Regions from separate parts of the Lactuca sativa genome. Here region 2 is linked to region 1. A link is a contact called in public Hi-C data. All regions are on one chromosome and are shown on one strand. Each heading gives the region's core, a stretch centred on a gene start, on an enhancer-like site or on the middle of the called end of the contact. The rest is flanking DNA. Distances are from core to core; before and after follow the strand shown.

Region 1 (7,361 bases), core at 4,835-7,334:
TCTTTAAAAGATTACTCTAATTTTATAAAACAAAGCATAAACAAATCGGTCTTTTCTGGCCGTGAAAATGAGGATGTCACAGTGATTCCATTCCAATAGAATTAGAATTCAAGATTGAATTACCGTATGTATTCTGTTGGAATTAACTCATAAGTTTTACTTCACCTGCTCATTATGTAAAACAAAATTCAAATATTTAATTACCTCACCTCACATTATTCATACTGTAGTATAGATTCTACAAACAAATCCATTATCATATTACCATTTATCAATTAAGCTTGCAAAAGTTAGAGAAGAAGCCTGTTACCAAAAAGAACTATAAGCATCACATATATGCACATAAGGGTAGTAAAATATCAATATTAATTTATGATTGTGTCTGTCTATGGAGTTTTGAAGGCGTAATATCTTCTAAATCAAAACTTTCGATCTGAAGATAAAAATAATAGTCTATCGAAGAAAAATTAAGAAACCTACACCAATCATAAAGCACGAGATACAGTGTCATTTCTGACATTACGATTACAATTTTCTGAATAATTGATAATTAACATACCTGATGACTTGAATGACGAAAACGGTGGTATGAAGTAGGCTAGCCGACCGTGGAGAGGAAGGAGGAAGAAGTTTGGTCGAGGTCGATGTCAAATAAGGACGTGTAGGGTTTTAAATTATTAAATTAATCTGCCTAAATTAAAGGGAGTGGTTATTTAATTACCAAAATTAATAGTTTGAGATTACAATTATCCCTTATCCATGTTTTTAAAATAATTGGTCCATATTAATCCTTACATCCATACAATAATTATCAATCCACATATGAACCTACCTCTCTCTCTCTCTCTCTCTCTATATATATATATATATATATATATATATATATATATATATATATATATATATATATATATATATATATATATAGGGATTAGTTAATATGTGGCTATTATGTACCTAATATTAGGTATAGAACCATAAAAAACTACATATTTTAACAAAATGCAATCAAATCTCTCTACCATCTTACGTGTACCCTCTATAAGACTATATGATAGACTTTGTACACATTTTTATGGAGTTTTAAATATTTGATTTTACACCACAATCCATGTATAAGATCACATTATCAACTACCTATAAGTCTTGATATCCAAATTTAATATAGAAAACTATAGTGAAAGATTAAAATTGTTCATTAAAAAACCAATAAACTTTTTCCCATAACACCTCAAAAAGAATCATGCAAGTATATATATATGGTAGGTGTCAAAGAAAGTTATGAAGCCTACTAGAGGTCTAATATAAACAACACATTCGAAATACATAAATGTTCGAGATAAATTATAAAATCAAAAATAATATGAGCTCAAAAGCAATCAGAAGAAGCTAACAATCAAAAATATTGTGTTCTTTTAATCAAAATAAGTCAATTTTGATGGTTCTATACCTAATATTACATACATGACAGCCACATATTCACTTTTCCCATATATATATATATATATATATATATATATATATATATATATATATATATATATATATATATATAGAGAGAGAGAGAGAGAGAGAGAGAAAGAGAAGTAGGTTCAAATGTTTCTCACATCTATTGTGTGATAGAATGCCCCAATAAGAATTTAGTAAACATTAAATGTATATTAATTGATATTCATACTTATAATTCTTTTTTATGGAAACTAATTAAATTTGTCATTAATAGTTTGAGATTACAATTATCCCTTATCCATGTTTTTAAAATAATTGGTCCATATTAATCCTTACATCTATACAATAATTATCAATCAACACATGAACCTACCTACCTTTCTCTCTCTCTCTCTCTCTGTATATATATATATATATATATATATATATATATATATAGGGCTTAGTTAATATGTGGTTGTTATGTACCTAATATTAGGTATAGAACCATAAAAAACTACATATTTTAACAAAATGCAATCAAATCCCTATACCATCTTACTTGTATCCTTTATAAGACTAGATGATAGACTTTGTACATATTTTTATGGAGTTTTAAATATTTGATTTTACACCACAATCCATGTATAAGATTACATTATCAACTACATATAAGTCTTCATATCCAAATTTAATATAGAAAACTATAGTGAAAGATTAAAACTGTTCATTAAAAAACCAATAAACTTTTTCCCATAACACGTCAAAAAGAATCATGCAAGTATATATATGGTAGGTGTCAAAGAAAGTTATGAAGCCTACTAGATGTCTAATATAAACAACACATTCAAAATACATAGATGTTCGAGATAAATTATAAAATCAAAAATAATATGAGCTCAAAATAATATGAGCTCACATCTATTGTGTGCTAGAATGCACCAATAAGAATTTAGTAAACATTAAATGTATATTAATTGATATCCGTACTTATAATTTTTTTTATGGAAACTAATTAGATTTGTCATTAATGTCAATAATAATATTCTTTCAGAATGAATTCATATTTATAATAATAAAAGTGTATTCTAGCAGAACGAGAGTAAATTCTACTAGAATACACCCTCATTCTTCATATTTCATACAACTTTATTGTATTTTAAGTGAATGAGTCCTGAAAGAATGTTATTGCTGACATAAAAACCTAGATACTAATTTATTCTGAAAGAATGTTATTGCTGACATTAATAACGAATTTAATTAGCTTACATAAAGAGAAAATTATAATTATGGATAATTTTTAATATACATACAATTACAGAAATCATTTAATATCTATCTTTATTTAATTAAATAATAATTAAATTTTACTAAATTCATATTTTACATTCTAGCACTCAATAAATGTACGAAACAATAGCCCTATATATATATATATATATATATATATATATATATATATATATATATATATATATATATATATATATATATATATATATATATATATATATATATATATATATATATATATATATAAAATGATATGATGCATAAATGATGTATATTGTATGCTTTATAAAGTGCGAAAATACACCTTTTTAGCCTAACTCATAATGTGAAAAATGAGGATATATTATATTTGTACAATCATAACAAACTCGTTTATAATGACTATAATCATTAATTAATATTTTTTTTTTGAGAAACTGATACTTTGTTTAGTTAACTTGGATCATTATTGTAACGATTTCAAAGAGAATTTGTTTATTTGTTTGTTTAATTACATGCAAAGCGAATGCTTGTCATAGGTCATTTTGTGATACATAAATTAGTGTTAAAATGTTGTGTTATAAGTATCATTTTATTTATATACAATGTCATATTGGAACAAAGACTATTACATTCACATGCAGGGATACAGGAACATATAAAAATTGGCTTACTAAATACATATTTTTAATGCTAACTAGGTTCAAATCTAGGTAATAAAATTTGTAATAATGATATTATTATATAACGACTCTTTAAAAAAATCAAACATGGCACACGTATATAAAATGTTATAATAAATATATAAAATAATACCCATTAACTATATTCCAAGAATTTGAATAAATTCTTGAAAATCTCCGAAAAAGTGCTGTAAAAAGAATTAAAAGATAAAACAGCAAATGTGCAAAGGACAAAAAAAGTGATATTTGGGAATGCATCAGGTACAACCGTCCACAGCGTCAGCATATAAGTCAAAAAGTACTATTTAACTATTTATTTGCAAAAGGTCATAAATATCCCTAGGATCACGGATAAGCTTTACCCTGTTTTTAGGACTATTTAGTATTTATTTATTTATTTATTTCTAAATAACATCACTTTTCGGCTCCTTTTCTTTTTTCAAACTTATTTACGATAGATTAAATAAAAAATAGGTGAATATTTGTTTGTTGTGGCAGAATAAGTTTATATATAATTAAAACTTAATAAGTAAATACTGAAAATAATTTTGTTATTGATATTATGTATAAAATAATAATTTTTTTAGGTTAATTATAAAAGAGTAACGATTTAACAAAAAAAAAAGTAGAGATATTAGAATACTTAAATCAAGACTAAAAAATATCAAGAAGGATTAGATAATTATAACATATAACTACCTCTAAAAAGACTAATCTTGTTTTCACTATAAATAAATATTACACCTTGTTCATGAAAAAGACACATATCACATGAAATTAATGTGTAAAAGAAAATGGATATATTTTTCACTTTATAATTACCATATAGCATTCATAGTTACAAACTCAAAAGATGATTTGATTACAAACACATTTCGGAATGTTCTTAAAGTGCTTATGTGGCAATGATCTGAGCTTCGTCTCTGAACTTCTTGTAAATATCTCCATTGTAGAACTTTCGAGTTCTTATCACCAAAATCAACGAAGATAAACCACCAAAGCAACAAACGCAAGCCAATATGATAAAAGACGACCTGTAACAATGGTTGCCCATGCAAACCAACTCTTTAACTGCTGACCTATCTAACCCTTTCTTCGCAAGCCCCTTCAATGCTTCTCGATCATACAATGGCCCTGTAACCCTAACATTCAAGATGTAAGATCCCAATGGGCTTCCCAATTGCCCGCAATTGAACAATGTCGAGTAGTATTTCAATCCGAAAAGCTCTGAAATGATGGCGAAGATTAAGGGCAGTTGTGCCCCAAATGAGAATCCGATGATGATGGAAGCGACGTAGACAGATCCCGGAATCGGAAAAGCAATCAGGAGGAGGCCGGCGCAGGAGAGGAAGAGTACAAGTGTGAACATTAGTGGTCTTGGGAATTTGTACTTCACCAGAAGGATTTCCGATACGAATCCGGCGAAGATCCGGCCGAAGTAATTCCAGATACTTAAAAGGGAAACGAATGATTTTATCGTCTTTGTAGGGTAACCTAAAGATTCGCCGATTTGACCTAAATTGTCTACTGCGGTTAAGCTTGTTCCAAGCCCACAAAAAGTTGCAACAAACAGAATTAACATGTCTGTGCTTAAAAGTGCTTGAAGAATACTGTAATCCTCTCCTCTTTCAGGCTTATTCAAGAACACATTAGCAAAACAAGATGTTTTCGCTTTTGGTTTTGGATTTGGATTATCCAGTTCCAATGATGTGGGATTTGTGGATTGATGTTCATGATTCTGATTCATATTCTCGATTTTAACCTCGGGAACGATAACTGGTTGGTGTTTGTTTCTCACCCAGAGGTTCAATTCCTCTTTAATGGCCATAAAAAGGGGGACAAAGAGTACGAAAATTACCACAGAAGCACTACCAGCGTAAGCCCTTCGTGAAAACGTCACAATATTCTGAGCAATCGTCATCCCCATTATGAACAATGCTAGAAAAATCGAGACGCATAAGAAACGGTAGAAGATTCGGAGCTCATTCGGTTGTCTCACCAGGGTCATCGCTCGGATCGTGTACACAAACACCACAGAAATCGCCGCCGGGAGCCAGGCAATCAGCAGGATTAACGATTTCGAATCGTTTCCATAAATAGCCAAGTAGATTTGAGTCATGATGGCTCCACTTAATCCTGTGAAACCTTTCAACAATCCCAGAACAACTCCCCTGCTTTCCGGAAAATTACAGACGGTTGTCACCAACGCTCCGGTGTTCGCAAAGTTCTGTGAATTCGCTCCGATGCAAATGTATAAACACATCTGCCAGACTTTAGGTTTCGCGATTCTGTTGGTGACAGCCAACCATATCATGAAGTAACCGCCAAAATTCAACGCAGATCCGAGTAATAGCACGAACCATGTCGGAGTGACCTCCGCAATTAGGCCGGAGAGAACACCGACGTTGGCACCAAGGTCTTTGAAGAAGCCTAGGAGGTTGAGGGTGGTTTGATCGTAACCAAGGGAGGATTTGATGTCTTTGGAGTAGACGCCGAAGAGGTACGTCGCTCCGGCTCCGGTCATGACTAAGAAAGAAGCGAAAAGTGAGAACCAGCGGCCACGGATTACATGGACGGCAAACGGCAGACTTGTGGCGCTGCCGGCGACGGAACCGGAGGTGGTGGTTGAAGGCGCTTCCCCCATGTTTTAGGAATATTTTGGGATGAAAGGCGGAAAGTGTGAGTGAGTAGCGAAGAGTGGGAGTTACAGAGATATATATATAGAAAGGATTTTTGTTTTAAGATTTACATGGCCTCGGTTGTAGGGTTGTTTGGATCATCTATTTAATATATTTTATTTTATTTTTGGAAAGTATTATAAACATAAATATACAGTATATAATTTTGTGTAACTGTTTTTATAATTTACAGTCTAATTATATACATTAGTTCGTAATTACGATAAATTAACTAATACAGTATAATAATTAGATTGAAAAATGATTACGAAAAAAATAATTCAATGTAGAGTGTAGAGACCAATTTTCCTAAACTAACGTGATAAACTATTAAAATAATAAAATTGAGTTCACAATCTATATTTTCGTTTAAAATATTTTAAATATATCTTGGTCCTATAAAAATCTAGACGTCCAACTTATAAAGTTTTTACGATTGCCAAATTGCGTTTTATCCAGCTTATAAAGTTCTTACAAAATTAAGATAAGTAAGTAACAATTATTATTTTTGTTTGTTTTACTGACGTCATGACTTTTTTTATATATGTATTAAGATTAAGATATTATATTTATGAAATCTATTTTGCTGAGTTATTCGATAACTTTAGTCTTTTCGCCGATAAATTTGCTGAGTTTTGCAAAATTATCCATTATGTGATATGAATATTACATTTCTAAATATCAAATTTATAGAATAGACGCATGCACCAACAACCATATTTTATAACCCAATATTATAAAATAAATCTTTTTCAGGGATAACATAAATAACTACCAACTTCATTATAATTTTCGAACTCTATTATTATAATCCCTTATTTAAGGCAGTATGATTATAATAAGATATCCACTTTAGAAATCTTGTTAGAAACTCATTTCGTAGTTCTATGTAGATGTTTTCTCATACGAAAAACATGCTCAAAATTCTAGAAATAATAATTGGAGACTATTTTATTCAAACCATCTATATAATATGTATTAGGTGTGAGACTAGTATATTATACGGGTTAATTTAAAAAATGATTAAACTTAAAGTATAAAAATAAAATATTTTTTAATATACAACTTTAAAATAAAAAAAAAAGAAACGAATTTATTACAATTTAATATCATATATATGATATTTAATACTTTACATATATAAGTATATGACTTTAACTAAAAATGAAAAAAAAAACAAAAATTAACAAGTGGATAATATTTATTTCAAAACTACCACAAAATGACACGTGTCAAATCTCATGAGAGAATGACAAGTGGCAAAAAAAACCTTTATTTATTAAGGAAGATTTTAGACAAC
Region 2 (6,271 bases), core at 467-2,966, 170 kb before region 1:
AGATATCTCCGACCAAGGCACGGCGGTTTCGAACGGCAACCGGATGCCATCGGCAATGATCACCGGGATGCAACCCAACGCAATTGATTCCACAAGTCTAGGACTCCACGGGGCCCACCCGAGTGGGCACAAGCAAAACACCGACCGTACGATTTCGGACAGATAACCGGCGAACCGGTTTCTTCTCAGGTAGAATCGCCGGTCGTTCCGGTACTTCCGCAGTATCTCCGTCCTCACGCGCCTGTAAATAGAATATTTGGATTAGGGGCAATTTCGTCACTACAGAATACAGAACGAGAAGAAGTCAATTTGATGATAAATGGGAATTTATTATTAATTATTACTTGCTGTAGAATTGACCGCTAACGTTCTTAGGGTGGACTTCCATTTTTCCCCGGAAAAACAAGAAAATGTCCCGCCGGCCAGTGATCGGTGACATTGACAGTACAGACTGAACTTTCTCCGGCGATACGTAGGGTGGGATGACGATATTCTCAACATCTTGACATGGGTGGTGGTATCTAACGCCGAATGTTTGTAAGACAATCGAATTCCTCATAAATTCTGGTATGCCATCGGCGATGGCTTTATTTTCCTAATTCATCGAATAAAATCAAATTTTCATAAAAGCCAATGATTAATTGAAGATGAGCGAACTGAGATCATCGAATTTTTGAAAGTTTCGTATACCATGGAGTGGAAACATGCTCCGAAGTCATGAGAAGCGACGAACACGTGATCGGAACCATTACTCCTGTTCCAGAAAGGAAACTCCGATGAAATTAATTCAACTGCAGACGATAAAAGCCCACGTGCATGTCCGATGGCGGGGAATCCATTAACGGTGCTGAAGTTGCAGGAAACATAAATCGGCATGAAGAAGAAGTCGGCCACCGCTGGATCAAACGTCCGTACGTTGCTTTTAATCAATGCTTTGTGTATCGCCACCTCCGACGCAAATAAATGGTTGCTACATCGCTTGTTTGACAGCCAATCACTATTGTATTTCGATGGCAATTCGTATATATACACTCTCAAATCCTTCAAAGATCTGGGTTGCCGGAGAACTGCGGCGTCTGAGAAAACACCGGAGACAGAACGTAGTTGTGGTTGAGGAATTATAGTTTTTAACGACGTGGTCGCCGGACGATGGTTGCCGAGAGACGTAGCAAAGAAGTATAAGGAGAGAGAAAACCAGAGAATCCATTTGAAGTATCGAAAGCGAAACGGCGTCTTTGTTTTTCCATGTCTACTCCGTAAAAGCTTCATCCTTACATAGAATTCATTCCTGTTCCTGGCCGATCCAAAAACCTCCATTTTTTTAAAATCTTTATCTTGAATCAATCAAGAACAAGAACAAGAATTGGTGATTGCTGCTAGTTCCATCACAAGGAAATTGAATTCATTTCTGGTTGAAGAAGTAGAAATCCAGAAACCCAAAATTGAATGTTTCAACCAAGATGAATCAAACAAGAACGATTTTTTGATTGTATAGTCATCTCGAATTTGAAGTTGATTAAGAAGAAGTAAAACCGTCCATGGAGGATGATGTTGTTGCAGGGTCAGAAATTCAGACAGAGAGATACGAATTCATGAAAATGACTGAAATGTCTTCAAATTGGGATGAACAAAGGAAGTATAGATTGAGGGGTACAAATTGAAAAAAAAAAAAGGCAATGTGAGGAAATCAAGAAAAAAAGTGGAGACTGCAAAGGGATTTTCAAAAATAGACGTCAGGCGTATATTTGGTGAAGGTTAAAAATAATTTAAGGGAAAAAACGCTAAATTTATAAGTTTTATTATTATTATTATTATTATTATTATTATTATTATTACATAAAAGGAACCGTTCATTAACAATAAAATTTCTCCATACACAATAATTTATACTTTAAATGGTTGTATCGTACAACTTCATTAAATATAAAATGTTATCTATAAAATAAATTGTTATGTACAAATCACTTCCCTACATAAAAACTAAAGGGTGTTTGATCGGTAAAACAACTTATATTTTATTTATAAAAAATGTTTAGTAATTTATTTGGGGTTAAATTTGAGTTAAAAAAAAAGCATAACTCCAATTGATTATTGACTACTTTACTTGATATGTGTGAGTGGTTGGGTTTGTATGCGGTTGACTAAAAAAACATTCCATTTTACCATTTAAACATCTTGCTTAATTATTAAATTATTTTTATTGGTTGAAAATATGTTGTTTTCCGAAAAAATTGATTACACATAATTAATGATAGATTGGCTTTTGTTAAAGGATATCGGTGTCTATTTAGCATCATCTTAGTATTAAGGTGTCTATTTAGCATCATCTTAACATCATCTGTTTGTATTTATCCTCTCATATTTGCTTTTTTTTATGTGAATGTTTTTGAGTTTGTGTGTATCCTCTCATATTTGATTTTTTATGTGAACGAAAAAAAATTACATATAATAACACTTTTTGTTTATCTTAGATTAAAACAAAATAAGATCATAAAATCATACGATATATTTACTACTTAACTAATAAATAAGTGTTCTGACACCTAAATACCTAATTATCACTACTTTATAGTTGGTATTTTCGTTATACCACATCATCAAAACAATTTATTTTTTATTTTTTAATTAAGTAATTATTAATTAGCTAAATTAAATAAAACTACAACATTTTCATTAAAATTAAACGTTAAATATTAAAATAAAAAAAAAAAACTAAAAAAAACCTAGAAAAAATATCAAATATAAAAAAATTACATATTCCTATATTTATTTTTGACGCTTTATTTTACCGCAAGGAATATCTCTATATCCTCGGCCTCGTAATCTTCGACTTTCATCTTCAAAATTTCCAAATCTTTCTTTTTTTGCTTCACAAGTTGTGTTTGTAATCTTCTTTCGCTTCTTCCATGATCTCAATCTTCCGTTCTTGGAGATTTACATATCGATCAAATTTCTCTTTAAAATGATCAATAACACTACTTTATGAATTTTTTTGAAGTAGAGTCGGAAGTCGGTTTTTTCGTTTTATTCCTTCCAATGGGTCGATGAAGAGGTCCTTTCACTTCTAATTCATATGACTAATTGTTTATGTCAATAAATGTTTGTCCATCTGATTGTTGCGAGGGAGATTTCCTTGAGCGCTTAGATCCATATGAAACTGATTCTTCTGTGAGAAGCCATTTGTGATATTTTTTTAGATCATACCAAGCATTCACATATGAAAAAGGCTTTTGTGTCAGTTGTGACTCTTGGTATTGCTTAAGCGTCACCACAAATATGTCAAAATTATTCGCCCCACTTTTGTGCATATTGCTCAAGTTGTTTTGAATTTCGTTGAATTCGGTAATTTTGAGCCTTATGTTGCACCATTTGGAAGTTAGTTGGTCGATCATTCAATACTCTCCTTATCGGGTCTTAGCTAGCCGCAATCCAAGCCTTAGCCAAAACAATTTCTTATTTATTGTCCAAATTCACGCGCCGATAGAAACGGGTTTAGGCTTTTGCCTTTTCAATTGGTTTTTTTGGGTTTCACGAATTGTGTTTTGTGTACTTCACCAGGAGAAGAAGGGGTAACACATAGTGAAATTGGTGGTTGCGATAGTGGTTGTTGCATGAAAAAGGGTTATTGGTAGACAAAAGCAGATTGCTGGAAAAAATTTGGTGGTGGGAAATGTTGTTAGAAGAATTGTTGTTGTGGGATAGGAGAGCCATGGACCGATTGTAGTTGCGGGACAGGAAAGTCTTAGAGCAAATTCATGAAACCACCTTGTGGTGAGTCTATGCTAGGAAAATATCAGAGAGTTGTGTCTAACGTAAATGTACCATCACAAATTCGGGATAAATTTGCAGGTGGTGTGTTGGGATTTTGTTTCATAGTTGGCACAATATTTGAATATATATGTTTTAGGATAAGAAAAGAATGGTGTAAATTTTTTGAAATGAGTTGGTTAATTTATAGAGTAAAATTTAATATTTAATTCTTTTTAAGCATAATTGTTACCGAATGGAAATAAACACATACGCATCCAAACCTTCGTCATATTGGCCGTTGTGATCCGTCCTCAACACCACGAACCACCACAACCATGACCTGGGGTGGTGTGTACAATCGTAGAGGCGTTGCGAACTAAGCCACAGACACCACTATGCAATGAATACTAAGAAGCCTAAGTTATTTTTAGTGTTTGTCAAAGTTTTATTTTATGTGTAATAATGAAACAACTTATCAAAAAAATTTTAAATAAGTCAAAAAGTAAATAGAAAATAACTTATCAAAAACTTCTTATTTAAGTCCATAAAGTGCTTATGAGAACTTTTTATCCATGCATTAAAACTCCTTATTACTTGTGCAAAATCGAAATAACTTAATAATCACTTCAAATAATTAATTCTAAACACCCCTAAAAAAATACTCATATATATATATATATATATATATATATATATATATATATATATATATATATATATATATATATATATATCATTATTGTGACATCCCCATTTTCACGGGCCATTTTAAAACTTTTATTTATGCTTATTTTGTAACACCTCAAATTTCAAACCAAAATATTTATTTTTAAATTACCCAAAATATTGTTCATAAACCAAGTGATCGGAAAAACACAAGTATCAAATACAATTCATCATCACAAAATATCATAGTGCCACAAAATGCCTAGTAACAAATCTCACAGCGAGTGTGTACAATCAGATATTCGTCTTCCGCGACCCTCAGAAGTACCTGAAACACATATAATCAACAACTGTAAGCACGAAGCTTAGTGAGTTCCCCAAAATACCACATACAACATAACATAAATAAACAACTATAGGTTATTAGCAAGGGAAGTGATTCGTATACAATAGTTTTTATCCGTACACAACATTTTATGTTTAATAGGGTTGTACAATACAACATTTTAAAGCACAAATTGTTGTGTATGGAGAAATTTTGTTGTGTACAAATCAGCTCCCTATTAGCAACCCTGGGGACTATCAGCAGTCCCAGTGGGCAATCAGCACGTCCTGTGGGCATAACACAATAATAACAGCTAGAACCAACTAGTCATCACAAATACAGCTAATCTACCACACAGGTAAGAATAAGTGAGGAGACTCACCTGACATTGATAACAAATAAATTCCGCACCCAAACTGCCAGAATTAGACTCTGTATAATTACACAATAATTAAACCTAATTAATAATTAAGGTCCATAACTTAACCCACAAGTCCAAATCCCACAACTATAACCCTTACGATAAAAGGACCATTTTGCCCCTTCCATGGTCTAAACCCCTAAATCTTGACCAAAAGTCAAAAGTCAGCAAAATTTAACTGCCCAACGCATATGTTGAGCATACACTCCCCCTACGCGTGGTGTACTCGAAGAATCAGGTTAGACCTGGTTATGCTGGGCGTAGCTAGAAGTACGCTAGGCGTACATCGTTTGGTCCCAAAAATCACTCCACATTGTCTTAATCATTAAGACATGCAATCCAAACATAGATCTGACCTCCATAGAACGTCTTAATCCATAAAGTCCATAACTTTAAGCCTTTGCATGGTTGAAAAGAGCTTAAACCTTAAAACCCTCACTTAATCCATACTCAACACCACCAAACTCTTACATGGTTGGAAATGGACCATGAAGCAACCATTTTTATGAATCTAAGCACTCTAATACATCTAAAAGGTAACCAAAATGCTCTGGAGTATCCCATACTCACAAAGGTCCAAGCTTTGGGACAAAAAGATCATAAAAACCCATCTAAAGAGATATAAGAAGAACATTAGCAAGGTATCAACTTTATACCTTCAAAAGATGCACAAGATGAAGGAGTTTCTGGATCTTCAAGCATGCATGCAACATCACCTTATTTAAGGACCTTCTTCCACAAAAAATGAATAAAGTCACAAAAAAGACTCCAAGATCCTCACTCTCAAGGCTAGGGTTCGATATCTAGGGTTTAGAGGGAAGGGAGGCTGATAAGAAATATCCAAGGGAGGCATAAGGTGGATTAAATATGGAGCAAACCCCTAATTTACGGTTTAGGAGCTTAGCTAGTACGCCATGTGTACCATATGTACGCATAAAATACTAGCATGCATCCCACGTTTCCATGGCTCGATCATGTACGATGCGCTTACCTCACGTAAGCCTAGTGTACGGGATGAAATGAAAGGCTTTTGTCATAAAGGGCCAAATATGAAAACTTTATTTAAGCCAAGGATTAAAATGAAAATAATTGAAAACCAGATGCTAATG

The links. A called contact is a pair of places that touch in the nucleus more often than the background predicts.
Region 2: a Hi-C map of leaf shows a contact between it and region 1, with 5 times the contacts expected there. The contact joins the promoter of LOC111901458 here to the promoter of LOC111901457 in region 1. A contact is called at or near these places in 2 of 4 Hi-C or Micro-C datasets (leaf and seed).

Annotation. Positions count from the first base shown.
Region 1 is chr2:191,598,370-191,605,730 of Lsat_Salinas_v11, reverse strand. It overlaps LOC111901457 (protein NUCLEAR FUSION DEFECTIVE 4), which reads right to left and starts at 6,084. Exons shown (of 1, transcript XM_023897308.3): 1 at 4,084-6,084. The coding sequence starts at 6,027. The coding sequence ends at 4,279.
Region 2 is chr2:191,761,154-191,767,424 of Lsat_Salinas_v11, reverse strand. It overlaps LOC111901458 (probable glucuronoxylan glucuronosyltransferase IRX7), which reads right to left and starts at 1,716. Exons shown (of 3, transcript XM_023897309.3): 1 at 691-1,716; 2 at 345-595; 3 at 1-241. The coding sequence starts at 1,317.